Regions from separate parts of the Mus musculus genome. Here region 2 is linked to region 1. A link is a contact called in public HiChIP or PLAC-seq data. All regions are on one chromosome and are shown on one strand. The core of a region is the stretch at or near the end of the contact, and the rest is flanking DNA. Distances in the headings are between cores, read along the strand shown. Region 1 holds the start of Hoxd3 (homeobox D3). Region 2 has its middle 32 kb from the start of Gm46748.

Region 1 (3,456 bases), core at 7-2,506:
TTTCTTTTTCTTTCTTTCTTTTTTTTTCCTGTGTGTTTGGTTCAGTAGTTTCGAAATAAGGGAAATATTGCAGTATGGTGTTTATTGGAAAATGGAAAAAAAAACACAACGCATTTGGAAAGCAAAAAGATCTACTCTTTCATTACTCTGACAAATGAGAAACACACGCGATGTTTGAACGCCGAAATGCCTCACATTTCTCAAATATCTATTGGGTTTATCCTAAAACCTGTACCAGATTTTCTGATATTACTTCCCATAGCAAACATCCATTTGTGACATAAAATAGTCCAAATTCACCTGACACATTATCAGATGCAGGAAGAACCTAGCTTGGGTTATTATTACCATTTTCCCCTTAAGAATTAGAGAAATGTTTTTAAATAATTAAAGCGTCTTTATACACAAGGCCCAATAAAATATAGATCCTAAAAATTGGCCTCACCCATGAAAGACATCCTGAATACACCGAAGTCTCCCCACCCCCACCCACGACCCAACCCTCGAAAAACACCTGTTAACCTAGGGTAGTTCTGACCACCATCAAACCACAGAAACACGGTATTCTATACCATACGAAACCTTTACTGACCCCACCCCTCACCCCCCAGCCCCAGCCAAGCTGAGGAGTCCAGAAACCATTTTCACATTCTTCTTCACAGGGCGGATTGGGGGAGGGGAGCTCGGGATCTGCGGGTTTCCAAGTCAAGGGATCTCTGAGGGGGTGGGGTGAGGTGAGAGACACGAAGGAGTCCCCAATGCACTTTTGAGCCTAGCAGGACCCTACCTCGAGCCCCAAGGGACATACTTTAGGGACGAGGATGCAGAGAGCGATCCCCAGGTTCTTGAATAACGCGGGGAGCTGGGGAAGTGGCACCCATTGCCCGAGGCGGTGGAGCGGGCAGCTCCTGCGCCAGCAGGGTGGCTCTTACCCGGAGGGTGCCGAACTGCGGGCGGTCGGCCCGGACTGTGGCTGGAATCCATCCGGCGCTGCCCGGCTGCGCTCACCATCCTCGGCAGGTTTGGGCTCATGTTGCTGGAGGGATCGGGTAGGAAGCTCGGGACCAGGGTTGAAGCAGGCGGTCGGCTCCCTGCTGGAGTGTGAGAGGCGGCTGGTGGCTCGGCGCCCGGGGCTCCTTCCGGGCTCCCCGCCGGCTCTGGAAGCGGCCGCAATCGCGACCGGGGGCGAGCTGCGGTGGAGTCGCGGCGGGAGCCCAGGCCGCTGCGGACCACGCGATCCCGCAGCCGGCGACTAGAGCCCACCTCTGCAGAGACAAAGGTTAGAAAAAGAGGGGGTGAGGCTCTGGGAAAGCAGAATGCGGGGGCAAATTCGCCTGGGAAATCAGGAAAAAGGCCGTGAAGGCGAGCGGCGCCTGCACATGACCAGCCGCAGCCAATGACGACCGCAAATAGGTCATAAAAAGGTCTATTACCAAGTTGTAAATTTTCTTCAAACAAAAAGGAATTTACTGCAATTCCTTGCGGATTTTGCACATACAGCTCGCGAGCGCCATGTTTTTCCTCTTCTCTTTCTCTCTCTCTCTCCTCTCTCTCCTCTCTCTCTCTCTCTCTCTCTCTCTCTCTCTCTCTCTCTCTCTCTCTCCTTACTACCTCTCCTCTTTTTATCTTCTTTTCTTTTCCTTTCTCTTCGGAATCCCTTTCCTCTCTTCTCTCTCTCTCTCTCTCTCTCTCTCTCTCTCTCTCTCTCTCTCTCTCCTCTCTGTGTGTCAGTTCTCTCTCGTTCTGTCTCTGTCTGTCTCTGTGCCTCCCCCCCCCTCTTTCACACACACACACACACACACACACACACACACACACACACACACGCACGCGCGCACGCACCACACCTTTTCTAGGAATTACTGGGCATTTTTGGTTTTGTTTGGCTCAAAACGTCTGTGCAATTGGCCGCCATGTGGGAGGGAAATGAGACCAGGCAGTGCTTAAGCTCCGGGGATGTCATCCCACAGCGCCTCCCCCAGTCCCAAGTCTGCCCCCCCCCCCAACGTTGGTCACTTGGCTACTCTCTTCCTCTCCCTCACAAAAAAACACTTGTCCAGAAGGAAAGCAGGCACTCTCAGTTTTTACCCGCTCATTTCAGGAAAGCCACATCCCAATACTTTACCCAGAAAACGGGGCTGTTTAGGCCAAGAGAGCACATTCATTTGCCACTTGGCTCCAACTTAAATTAGGGTCCCTCCCGCCTCCTACGTGTTTCTGTGGTGGGGGAGCAACCACTCATCCCAAAGGCTGTGAATGGTTTGGGATACTTGTCTACCTCTCTGAAATACCATTTTGAGCACCCACGATTGGGCTTTTAATCTATTGCCACAGAAAGGAAATTCCCCCCCCCCCCCATCCCTCACTTTAGGTCCTCGATCAATTCTTGCTTATTGGGGAAGTTAGTACTAGTCCTCTCTGCTCTTTCTTCAATCATTTCAGCCCCTGGCCTCCATGTTTGACCATTGAAAAACGCTCAATGCAGCTCTGGGAAGGGAAGGAGTTTTATCTGTTCTTGAAAAGAACAATCTAGGAAAAAAAAAATTCCTCAAAGGTTGGAGTGGTATCACCTTTGTATTGTCAGTGGGAAGCTCTCTGGGGAGCTCACCTGAAAGTCAATGGTATTGCAGGTTCCTCTCAGGAGCACTGCGACCAGAGCCTGCCTGACAGGGACCACTATCCTGCTCAGTCATTTTCAGAACAGTCTAGCAAGGTGTTTCTGAGTATCCGCATTAGATGTTGGAGCTCTAAGTTACTAGTGGAGATGAACTGAAGCATAGCGCCCCTTTGTGCAGGTCATTTGTATCCTAAGAGAAAGTTCTCATGAACTTGGATAATTTTAATTAAAGGGTTTCTGCCACCATCTGTCAGCAAAATTCTTAATTCTTGAAAAGGCCAGTGGGCTCTAATTTTGCTGGTCCATTAAAATGGTTTTTTTTTCCTCTCTCTTTCCCTTTCCACCTCTAGACACCCAAGGATTCAGCAAACATCCAAGATATGGAGGAGACACTAGATGTGAATTCTTATGCAGTGAATTAAACAATATGTTATTACACAAGGAAATGGGCAAGCTGGTGCTTATTCCCTGGTCGATACACATAGAAGTGGGTAAAGAGATTGTTCAATTCTAAAACATTCTAAAAATTAATCTCAATTTGCCTCTGTATCATCTGCCCTCTATCCAAATAAAAGCAGAGCTTATCCCATGCCCTTTCAGCCTGGGGGAAATGAGGGATGGGGAGAGACTGCAGAGAGAGGCAGCCATGTTGTGCTGTTTGTCTGCTGTGCAGAGGCAAGCAATAGGACTCGGAAAATGGAATCCTAGAACCGACTTTTCTCTAAAAGGGAGGAACCACCACACCCTCTTTTTGTCTGTGGCTCCGGTGTTGTCACTCAGAAGGCTTTTCTCTTGTAGCCAGTGTTCACATTGAGGGGCCCTTGATTTTTGTGGAATTA
Region 2 (3,417 bases), core at 904-3,403, 320 kb before region 1:
ATTTGAGGGAAGAACATAATATTTATTCAATGATCTCTCCTTACTTCGTTATTTATTTATGTATTTCATTTCAGACTGAGTCTCACTCTTGTAGCTTAAGCTGGCCTGGTGCTTACCAGAGAGTCCGGGCTAGCCTCAGATGCCTCACCACCCCAAGTGCTGAGATTACGGGTGTTAGCCACCATGGCTTGCTTGATGATTTTAAGTCCATGTGAGACCCATGTCCATCATTTTTGAGTCTGCAGTGGGGTCATCCTCATTCTTGTTACCCATCACTGAGGGGAGGGAGAGAAAAGAGAAGAGGCAGACAAACAGCCATTGGACCACAGACTGCTTTGTGTTCCTTGACGTCACTAGGGCTACCGGTCTGGACTCTGAGCACAGGGAGAACATGGAAGGATGAAGGATGGATGAAATGTAATCCAACTCTTCAAAGATAATTCTTTGCCCCCGCCCTTTCCTTCCAATATCTTCCAACAAAACTATTGGTTTTTCTTGTGTGCAGATGGGAGAACCAGAGCTCCGAGTAAGACCGAAGTAAGCTTGGGGTCTGAATTTTCTGTTTTGCTTTACAAAAAAAAAAAAAAAAATTACAAATTTCAGAAATGAAATAATTATCTGGATTCCTCACTCGTATAACATATCAAATACAATAATATGCCAAATTACTAACAAAATAAACAACTTCTTTACTTTCCATCAAAAAAACGACTAGTTCACTGTATCCTGTGTTTTCTGTAACTATAGCCTATAATCTACAGCAATTAGGCCAGATAGAAGTTCTCGGTGTGTGGCCCTGGACCTGCAGCATCCCGTGGGAACTTGTGAAAAATGCATGTGCCTAAGTCCCAGCCTAGAGCTAATGTGTCAGAAGCTCTGGGTGGAACCAGTTCCATGTTTCAGCAAACTTTCCTGATGAGAATTAGCAAGTGAGGGGGGGGGTTTCTATTTTATTGATATGAATTCTGGAACACAAGACATTTAAGCCATATTCTCAGCACTACGCAATTGGATGTGGGTCAGGGCTTCATGTGTCCTAAGTCTTTTCTCATCATACCTTGGGTATGCTGTGTGATAGGCAGCGGTTCCCTTGGTGACCTGGGTCAAGAATCTAGGTAAGTGGGAAATACTCTATTGTGAAAGAATTCAGATTTCAAGATGAATAAGAACATATGGCTTAACACAATTGTGTGGCCAAGTTTCTGTCTGTAAAATACTTGAACCAATGACGTTATAACCCAAAATGTTAAATTAAAATGCCAAGTGAGTGGTGGAAAAGAGGGGATGGAGCCGGGAGCTCTAGGGAGAGTCTTGCTTCTGTCATGTGATCCACTGAGCTGTGGGCCATGACAGGTCCACACTAAATGATCTCTCAGAATAAGCAGAGAATCTCAATTTGTGAATGGGCTATTACAACTTTAAAATATTAGCTCTTGAACCATAACTTATTATTGAATGATAACTTAGTTAAAAAAAAAACCCAAGCTGATCAAAACCAAAGTGGGTCAAGACTTATGGATTTCACTTGTAGAATGCCATTTTGTAAGCGCTGGTTGAGAAATCCTCATAACATCTGATGAAGCTGGATGAAAAGGCTAAAGGGATGTAAGGTTTACAGAAAGATGTGTGTGAGGACAGACGTGGGAAATTGAATTCACAGAGCTGTGCTAAGCGATTCCTTTATCAGACGTACGCCCCAGCATCTGCTTTTATTAATCCTGTGTTTGAAGCAGTGTTTCATAATATCTCCGTGCTTATATAATCATCATTGAGATGCGACATCAGACCCTGGTTTCATGAGTGACTGTCAGCATGTTGGGAAATTGCCTTTTGTGGTGTATGTCATGTTCAAATGGGCACCATTTTAAATTTTCATTGAGAAAGCCACTCTGTAGACTAAAAACCATTCAGAGGAAGCAGGTTTGGAAAGGTTACTGCAAAATCCATCTCAACGGCAAACAGAAGTGATTTTAAATGCCTGTTATTTTGGAAGCAGTTCAAAGTTGTTCTTTCCATTGTAAATGGCGTTAAAGTGCTCTGCAGGGGCAGTATTACTTTTTTCTTGGCCCTCTGCGCTCCAGTAATGGCTCTTCTACGCTGAAGGCACAACAGTATGAGTCAGGAAGTTATGTACAGTATATGGGAGACAGCAGGGGAGACGTGGGAGGGGAGGGAGGTCATATGGTAAGTATATAGACGAGGAGCTGGGGTGTGGGCTGTGTGCATGAGAATGCCAGCCAAGCCAGGGAACAGCTGGGAAACCTGGTCTGGATTAGGTGGTCATTCCACAAACTTTTCCAAGGAATCACATAAGGAGAATATTACATTTTAATTAGAGCTGGGATTGCTCCAGAGAAAATAGTGGGGAAAGAGGGCGGTTTGGTGAACACGCTGCTTTTGAGTTTGGCTGGGTCCCTGAATCACAGTTAACCACTTAGTTGCCTCTAGCAGCACACTGCATATCACAGTGGGGCTTGTGACTGAACAGATGAGCACCTGGGGCTCCTGCCCAGCACGAGCACGGGACTGTCACTGGAAAAAGTCAGACATGGAATACTTCTATGTGGGAGGGACCAGAAAGGCCATATGACCCCTCTTTGCTTTTAATGTATATTTCAATTGGGAATGTTTGACTCACTTTTATGACTTTTGGCATATATTTAGTGTGTTTCTGAAATATCTGGTTAATAAATAAGCAAAGGAAGCAGATCACTGCAAAACAATGTGATGAAAATTAGTAATTTCTTCAAACTAATATTGTTCCATTTCATTTTAGGAGAAATATGTGCCAAGAAATAAAATGGTTCATATGTTTAATCCCCTCTTAATACAAATCAAATGCTTTTTTAAAAAAAAGCTGGTGATTTGTTTATATTTTAGGTTAGCATCTATCAAATTAAATAATTAAATTTAATAAGTATAATATTAATAAAAAAGCAGTAAAAACTATGAAAGAAATGTTTCTTAAAACTTTGTGATAGTTTTTCCCTTTTGTTTTTTTTGCTATTGTTTAGCAATTAGTTATTGTACATTTATTGAGCTCTAACTGTATACTATACACTCTTGGAGGGTCTATGGGAGTATTAGAAACCACTCTTCTTAAAGAACTGACTTCCAAGAGACAAGGCATGGATAGAGCCTTAATATGTTAACAGCATTATCAACAATGATTTATACCATCACAAACAGCTGATAAACTGGTTCAGAAGGAAGCACTGTGGTCTCTGAAGGTAGAGGAAGCATGATGGCTTCCTGAGGGGGAGGCAGAGCTGTGTTAGACAATGAAGGCCGGGGAGAGCAAGAGAAAGTGCAGAGAGTGGGTGGGGGAGCCAGCAGAGTGGGCTGTGCTGGGTAAGATCCCAGGAAGGCATTTTGAGTATTCAAAAACCATCATGGCTTGGCAAAGGCTCCTGGAGT

The links. HiChIP or PLAC-seq counts read pairs in DNA pulled down with a chosen protein or histone mark.
Region 2: a contact with region 1 is called in an H3K4me3 HiChIP or PLAC-seq map of embryonic limb bud, with 4 times the contacts expected there. The contact joins the enhancer-like site here to the promoter of Hoxd3 in region 1. A contact is called at or near these places in 10 of 39 promoter capture datasets (the C10 cell line, the HPC-7 cell line, cancer-associated fibroblasts and 4 more), 13 of 484 Hi-C or Micro-C datasets (the BV-2 cell line, Th2 cells, adipose-derived mesenchymal stem cells and 6 more), 16 of 115 datasets of contacts at active chromatin or transcription factors (the NIH/3T3 cell line, cardiomyocytes, craniofacial prominence and 11 more) and 3 of 9 other capture datasets (adipose tissue, embryonic stem cells and liver).

The regions. Positions count from the first base shown.
Region 1 is chr2:74,709,793-74,713,248 of GRCm38.p6, reverse strand. It overlaps Hoxd3 (homeobox D3), which reads right to left and starts at 1,256. Exons shown (of 3, transcript NM_010468.2): 1 at 933-1,256. Gm38462 (predicted gene, 38462) reads left to right here and starts at 1,191. Exons shown (of 2, transcript NR_164327.1): 1 at 1,191-1,279. Hoxd3os1 (homeobox D3, opposite strand 1) reads left to right here. Exons shown (of 3, transcript NR_027899.1): 3 at 2,968-3,205.
Region 2 is chr2:75,028,312-75,031,728 of GRCm38.p6, reverse strand. No RefSeq gene overlaps it. Among named protein-coding and RNA genes, the nearest start is that of Gm46748, 32 kb to the left of the region's middle. Within about 2 kb of position 2,153, at least 18 of the 459 cell types and tissues checked have an H3K27ac peak or open chromatin away from gene starts, as enhancers often do. A contact at or near this core is called in the NIH/3T3 cell line, craniofacial prominence and embryonic limb bud, where this site is marked.